2 separate regions of the Mus musculus genome follow, and region 2 is linked to region 1. Evidence: chromatin contacts called from public promoter capture Hi-C data. All regions are on one chromosome and are shown on one strand. The core of a region is the stretch at or near the end of the contact, and the rest is flanking DNA. Distances in the headings are between cores, read along the strand shown. Region 1 overlaps Plppr1 (phospholipid phosphatase related 1). Region 2 holds the start of Baat (bile acid-Coenzyme A: amino acid N-acyltransferase).

What was found. Promoter capture Hi-C pulls out the DNA fragments that hold promoters and counts their contacts.
Region 2: a contact with region 1 is called in a promoter capture Hi-C map of liver, with 5 times the contacts expected there. The contact joins the promoter of Baat here to the enhancer-like site in region 1. A contact is called at or near these places in 5 of 39 promoter capture datasets (embryonic stem cells, liver, pre-B cells and 1 more), 2 of 15 datasets of contacts at CTCF or cohesin (large pre-B cells and pro-B cells), 4 of 484 Hi-C or Micro-C datasets (the AML12 cell line, embryonic stem cells and pro-B cells) and 1 of 115 datasets of contacts at active chromatin or transcription factors (embryonic stem cells).

The regions. Positions count from the first base shown.
Region 1 is chr4:49,147,482-49,151,504 of GRCm38.p6, forward strand. All of the region lies in intron 1 of Plppr1 (phospholipid phosphatase related 1), which reads left to right. Among named protein-coding and RNA genes, the nearest start is that of Plppr1, 90 kb to the left of the region's middle. Within about 2 kb of position 2,475, at least 6 of the 459 cell types and tissues checked have an H3K27ac peak or open chromatin away from gene starts, as enhancers often do. A contact at or near this core is called in liver, where this site is marked.
Region 2 is chr4:49,504,728-49,508,449 of GRCm38.p6, forward strand. It overlaps Baat (bile acid-Coenzyme A: amino acid N-acyltransferase), which reads right to left and starts at 1,831. Exons shown (of 4, transcript NM_007519.3): 1 at 1,602-1,831.

The DNA.
Region 1 (4,023 bases), core at 1,225-3,724:
TCACAAAAGAAAGTGGAGAGTCATAGAGAAATACACCCAAAATCCATTTCTGGCCTCTACTCACATCAATCACTGTACCAGAGAGTTCCACCACATATAAACATGGAAAAGGACATGAGATCTATCTATCTATCTATCTATCTATCTATCTATCTATCTATCTATCTATCTATCTATCTATCTATCATCTCTCATAACACACACACCACACACACACACACACACACACACACACACACACACACACACACACTCAGTGATTTATCTAACTGACTCACAGGCTCCGACTTGGGTAGAATGTCTGTCTGTCTCTTGACAGAAAGACCAAGAATTGAGTCAGGGCCAAGTTAGTGCTGGAGGCCTGAAGGATTCCCAGCGCTGCTGGCCTTCACTTTACTTTGCAATCCTGAAGAAGTAGGTTTTAACACCAGCAGAGAAATGCCTTAGCAGCAGGATAGCTGAACCTTCCAGAGAAATGGGGGCAAACAGGCAAAAAGCAAAAGCTTCCTTTTGCCATGCTGTTTTATGCAAGCTGCCACCAGAAGGTGTGCCCAGATTTAGGGAGGTTTTTTCTTACTTCAAATGATCCAGTCATGAGACTCCCTCACAGGAGTTCCCAGCGGTATGAGTTTAGTTGATTCAAGATATGGTCTAATTGACAACCAAGATTAGCTATCCCAATACCTACCTGAATAAGGAAGCTACTTGTAGCAGGGTGTATAATCTATAACTGAATTGGACACTAATTATTGGGTAATTATTGGGACTCAATGGGTCAGAAATCTTGACTTAAAAGTATTCACTCTCATCATAAATTTCATCAAGCAAACTTGATATTCAGTTCCCTGAACATTAAATTGAGTGTTTAAGTTCTGAGTACAGACATGTTTGGTCTCAGAGCCCAAAACTTGTGATAGCGGGAAGGGAGAGACCATATGTCTGACTCTACACTGGAAAGGTGTGTATTAAGAACTGTGTTGTCAGCACCTTTCTGAGCACTCAGACAATCCTCTCCTGCAGGGCGTATCTGACACGCCATTCTGAAACTGAGCTTGGACTCAGCTCCCTCCCACAGAACTTGTAGAAACTCCTCTTGTTCTATGTGCTATCTTACCCTTGCTTCATAGACTCCTTATATCAGTGCAGTTATGTTCTTTTCAACTCTCCAGTGCTTACTAAAGTACCAGTGAATAACAGGGACAGTAAACTTTTCCACTTTTCAATTACTATTGAGTTAATAGGGGCGTCACTCTCTTCTTTGACTTTCTGCCTAGATTATAAACTACCAGAGACAAAGATAGAGTAGGTCCAAAGGCCCAATGTGTGTTCCACCTTCTCCTGTGATGCTTACAAAGAGAAGTTGCTTTATCAATATCTGCTGAAGAATTACTCGTCTAATTCTTTGGGAAGGTAGAGTGGACCAGTAAACAAAGAACAAGGGCACTGATGTCATCATTTCAACCTATGTGCCCTTGGCAGACCTTGGTAATCAATCACAGCACTCCTCTTTCATCACTATTTTTGAACACAATGTTCTGGTAGTGACTGCCAATCCATCAGTGCTGTCACCCCCGAGATGGACACCAAGGGGACTTCTCTAGATTAAAATTCAGGAGGCCCTGACTGACCTTACTTCAGGCTTTGAACCTGACCTCCCTGTGGCTTTGGGTTGGACAAGACCATGTTAGCAGTTTAATTTCTTATAGGATCCTGAAAAAAAAATAGATTAACTTGTTTCACGTAATATGTTAAAGATAAATAAGAGATGACATTAAAAAAAAAGTATCTGCACAGTTATTTTCCTTTGTTATAAAAGAGTGGGAATGGGAGATTAAGGTCAAATCTGAGGCTAAAACCAGGAATCTTGCCAAGCTGAGCTTCTGTAATAACAGTAATTAATATTTCATTGAGCCCTGTTCTAACTGCTATAAATGTGTTATTTTGTTCTCACGACACCCATGTGACTTGGGAACTGGTGCCATTCCCAGCATAAGTAAGCAGAGAAGTTAAATATTAACCTGCCACATCTCATACAGAAAATGGTGGATCAGGCAGGATAACAACCCTACATAGAGTATGCCTGGATGTAACTAGAGGACGGAGGTCTGAAATTCAGTGGTCAATAGACAGTGCTGTGTGGAGAGCCTTACTGACAGAAAACCTGTGGGCAGGGACTATGATTGATGCAGGTGACCCTGTGGAGAGGGAGGTAGGAGTGGGGATACCAGAGCAAGGCCCCACTCTGCTTTTCCCTTCAGTATCTTTCTAGAATCCCATCAGGAAGCAGGAAGGTGAGGAGTTGGCTCAGCCTAAGGGTGAAAAAGGTTGATCTGGATGTAAGAAGCAGTGGGAACTGGAGTGTGAACTTGACCTGGTTCCAGGATGGAGTCTTTGAGCGTCTGCCTATGTCTGACTAAGTACCTGGTACTTGACTGTGCTGGCCTCAATTTAATGAGGACTGGAATGGCCAGCAAGGGGTTACTCTTTTTCCTGCTCTCATTGAAAAGCACAGCAGGGGGAAGCTGATAAACACAGGAGGGACCTGAGGGTTGTTTTAAATGATCTGCCTTGATTAACTACTCAGTACTTCTTAGAGGTGGTGAAGAAGGTCTCCTTTTATGTTGCCAACTCTTTCAGTTCATTATATTTCCCAACTAGGCTGAGCCCAGCAGTTGCTAGGGATGGCTCTCCAGGTACCTGTAGCATTGTACCCAGGAGCCTGCCTGCCTGCCGATGCTAGACTCTGTACATTCTGCCCAATTGGCAATGCAGGAAAGACTTTCATTTCCACCATTTCCACAGCAAAGCCTCATACAACCAAGAGGCCTGCTCACTCCTGGGGGATAATGTATGGGAGAGAACAGCCTTACATTTACATCTATCTGTGTTCACACATAGCTTCATCAACTTGCATAAATTTAGCCTAAGAGGGCAGCTGTGATCATTGTGGAAATGGAACCTGATTTAAATTACACAATTATTTATTGAGTTCCTACCAGGGGCCAAACACTGGGGTTATGGTGATGAATGCAACAGATGTGGGCACATAAATGCTTTTGAAAATTTTACATTCGGAAGTGCAAATTGCCAGTTGAGATGAAAAGATATGTGTTTTCCCCTATTGGGGAATATGAAAGGACAAGGAATTGAGAGTAAAAAAAAAATCCATAGATGTGAGAGACACAAAAAAACCATATTGTATAATAGCCCCTTTTAGCAACCGTTGCTTACAACCTGCTGGTGAAATGTGTGCATAGACCATATGGCTTATGTGTGTCATGCTTCTTGCCGTATAGCTTGAATATACACTTAGCAATATCCTGTCTTAATGAGAAGATCTCTTGCTTTTTTCTACTCATAGAACTTTTTTACGTTCAGCCAGGAGTGACAATAATAACAACAAGAATAGTGAGTCACTCTATGAGGGTAATCACTTAATGCTGAGTTCTAAATAATCCTCGCTATTTCACTGTGGCTCTTAGATGCCTTTCAAGCCCCTCAAACATTTCCAAAGAATATAAAAGGAGATCCTATAGAATCACGAGCCTTTGAATATTCCTTTGAAGTCATTAAAAACCCAAATGTGGCCCTGTGGCCAGAAGTTAGTATCATCTAGAATCCAAATTCAGATAGGATGATACACAGTCATACCAAAGAGGAGTGGGGGTGGGTGGTGCAGGCTAGTTTTTCTGTCAACCTGACACAAACTGGTCATCAGAGAAAAGGAAACCTCAGTTGAGGAAAAACCTCAGGCTGCAGAGCATTTCTGAATCAGTAATTGATGTGGGAGGACCCAGTTGCTTACGGGTGGCACCGCCCTGAACAGGTGGTCCTGGGTTCTATAAGAAAACAGGCTGAGCAAGCCAGGAGGAGCAGGCCTGGAGTACCACTCCTCCATGATCTCTGCACCAGTTCCTGCCTTTAGGATCCTGCTCCCTTTCAGTTCTTGCTCTGACTGCTTCTACTAATGAACTGTGATACAGAAATACAAGCTAAATAACACACACACACACACACACACAC
Region 2 (3,722 bases), core at 581-3,080, 360 kb after region 1:
CCCCAGACATGGAACTCAGCTTGTTAGGCTAGGTAGGCAGCAAGTGCTTCTACCCACTAAGCAATATCATTGCCCTACCCCTTTCAGATATTGTTTATATACAACACACGCAGGATTTATTTTTCATTGAGTTGCATAAAAGTTATTTAAAATTATAGAATCCAAGAAAAAAAGAATCATTATTATAGAAAGAGAAATAGCCCAGACGTTGGAATTACCAGACAGCAAATAAAAGGCACCAAGCAGACATAAGAACAGCTCAAGCTAAACTATGAAGAGGAAAAATCAAGATAAAAGATTAGAGAACTTGAGACACAGGAAACACAGGAAAATATTTATGGCTTAATATACTGAATATATTCTCTAATAATTGGCCCCTTAGAAAGACATATGAGAGATAAGCAAAGGGGAAATACTTATTAAAAACTAGGGCCTGAGGGGCTGGAGAGGTGGCTCAGCAGTTAAGAGCACTGACTGCTCTTCTAAAGGTCCTGAGTTTGAATCCCAGCAACCACATGGTGGCTCACAACCATCTGTAATGTGATCTGATGCCCACTTCTGGTATGACTGAAGACAGCTACAGTGTACTTATTTATAATAATAAATAAATCTTAAAAAAAATACTAGGGCTGAATTTCCCCTCAATTCACTGAAAACCACCATGCTACAGTCACAAGAAGTATAACAAATATGGGGACAAACCCAGCAGAAATCCCAGCTCTTATTATAATCAAACTCTTAACACAGAGAGCAAATTTTAATGTAGCCAGAGAAAAGTAAACATTGCAGAGGAAAAGAACAAACATAAAATGACAGTTGGCCCTACCAAAAAGACATTAAACAAAGCAGGAGACAATAACCCCTCAATCACAGTGCTCAAAAGAAAGAGAAAAACAAGTAAATAAAACAAAATGCTCACAATTCCTTACCTATGAAATATACACATCAAACCTGAAGGCTATAGAAAGTAAATCCCAGCCAGGCGCGGTGGCGCACGCCTTTAATCCCAGCACTTGGGAGGCAGAGGCAGCCTGGTCTCGAAAAACCAAAGAAAGAAAGAAAGAAAGAGAGAGAGAGAGAGAGAGAGAGAGAGAGAGAGAGAGAGAGAGAGAGAGAAAGAAAGAAAGAAAGAAAGAAAGAAAGAAAGAAAGAAAGAAAGAAAGAAAGAAAGAAAGAAAGTCCCATGGGGGAATGGAAATGGGGAAAATACATTTTCAGTAAATACTACTTCAAGAAATGAAGAGCAATAACACATTTATTATCTGGGTAAATATAAAGGCCCTTTTCAAAATTTAATCACTTACATAGATACATATGTGAACTTAGGAAAAGTTAAAACTCTATATAGCCTGTTCAAAATAAAAGTTTTATGAGGTTTATCTATGAAATATGACAAATAGAGGAAAATCTGGTAAACATAGGATTCTTATATCACTGTTTTTCAAGTGATGTAAGATTTTCTGCGGGTAGATAATGATAACTTCATGTACTTATCAAGAGTTCGCTGAGCTAAGAGATAATAGATAAGAGAGCTACCAGGCGTCAGAGCAATTCATTAAAGGATAAGCTGCATAGGAAAGGCAGAGGTAGTAATCACTTACAGTAGTTTTACAGCAACCCTCAGGAACGTGGTGTGCTCTAGAGAAGGAGGCCCTGTCGGTCAGCACAGATGCCCAGGACTTCTCAGAGACTCTCAAACCAAGGCTCTGACAACACTGTAGATAATGGAAGAGTTTTTAAAAATGCAGACTATTCGGTCAGAGCTGAGGAAAATATCTTAGTATTTCCCTCCTCAACCAGATATAAGTAGGCTGAACCCAGAGAAGAGACTAAGACCTTGGAACTTGGACTTTGAATAAATGCCTGAGATAAAGATCTAAAAATGAAAGCATCGGGCTTCTAGTGTGGAAAGGCCCTAACAAACTCTGGTCTTTGACAGCAACAGTCCTCTGAAACCACGTCCTTTGCTGGAATGTGGCAGAGAGCTCCTGTGTACCCAGAACTAGGGAGACTGAGGCAGGAGGGAAGTTAAAGCCAGCCTGGGCTACATAGGGAGACTGTCTCAGAAAAACAAGAGTAAAACAACAACAAAAAAGAGGCTGTCTCTGTGACACAGTGTGTGTTATTTCACATGGAAATCTCCAAGGCAAGGGAATAGAATCATCTGGGATTCACTCCTGCACATGTTTGTTCTCAATACTGGAACAGAGCTGGGGACACCAAGGATATGGGAGCCTCCTTGTGGTCTTTCTAGATGATCCAGATTGGGTTTTTCACGTCACAGCTGGAAGGGCAAAAGTTAAGACAGCTGAAATCTATAGTCTTAGCCATTTTATATTTGTGAAGAAGGCATATGGCCCTGTTAGAATTCAAATGAGGAGAAGGAAGCAGAGATTTTTTGATAGTGAGTTAAATAGCAGCAATAAGGGAAAGGGAAGAGGGTATGCTATGTATACGCATGCACTATTCTGTTTATATTTGTACTGCCATCTGCAATCTTTTGGGAATAAAGTCTGCCACAGCAGGAGTAGGAAAAAAAGGGAGCAAATAAATCCGATGAGTGGAAAACAGATACCCTGATGGGAAATTTCAACATAATTATATTTGATTGCATTATGGGGCTGAAGAGACAGCTCTGTGGTCAGGAACACTGGCAGTACTTCCATGGGGAAGAATATTCCTAGCACTCACACGGTGACTCATAACTGTCCGTAACTCCAGGTCCAGATAATCTGATGCTCTTTTCTGACTTTTGAAGCATGAGGCACATAGGTGGTTCATGAATGTACATGCAAGCAAAACACCCACATACATAAAATAAAAACAAAATGAGAAAAAAATAGAGGAATTGTTGAAGAGAGGTATGATGGCTTTTCCTTGTTGTCAACTTGACTACATCTGGAATGTATGAAGGACAGTTATATCATGTTAGAGGTAAGTATGACCTGGTTAAATATATGTGTTGTGAATGTGTGTGGGGTAGTTACATTATGTTTAGGTCTAATTGTGATCTGGTTACAGTTATCATTTTGAAATTAATCATGACCTAAGAAAATATGATTGTGTGCCAAGTTGACAAGAGGTATACTTGTGGTGGCTATTCTTGTTAACTTGATTATATTTGGAATAAGCTACAATAGAGAAATGGAGGGCTCACCTGAGAGAGATTTTCTCCTCCTCCTCCTCCTCTCCCTCCTCCTTCCCCTCCTCCGCCTTCTCCTCCTCCTCTTCCTCCTCCTTCTCCTCCTTCCCCTCCTCCTTCCCTTCCTCCTCCTCCTCTTCTTCTTCTTCTCCTCCTCCTCCTCCTCCTCCTCCTCCTCCTCCTCCTCCTCCTCCTCCTTCTTTTGAAGTTCTAGTCCAGACCTTTGAGGCAGGAAGACACACACATTTGACCTGGCTCTTGAGGAACGAATACACACCTTTAATCTAGGCTATACCTGCTGCTGGAAGTTTACATAAGGACATCGAAAAAGGAAGCCTTTGCTCTTTGCCTATTTGCCCTTGCCTTGTTAGCACATCCATTCCTTCACTGGTATTAGGACATACTTCTTCAGGATTCTAGCATATACTAATGACCAGATGAGACTCACATAAATAATAAATAAATATAGAAAGATATACAATGAATGGTTGGCTGGGGTGGTTCTTACACCACCCCCCACACATACACATACATATAGAGGTGGGGCAGACAGATATGAATAAATGTGAATTATCAGCTA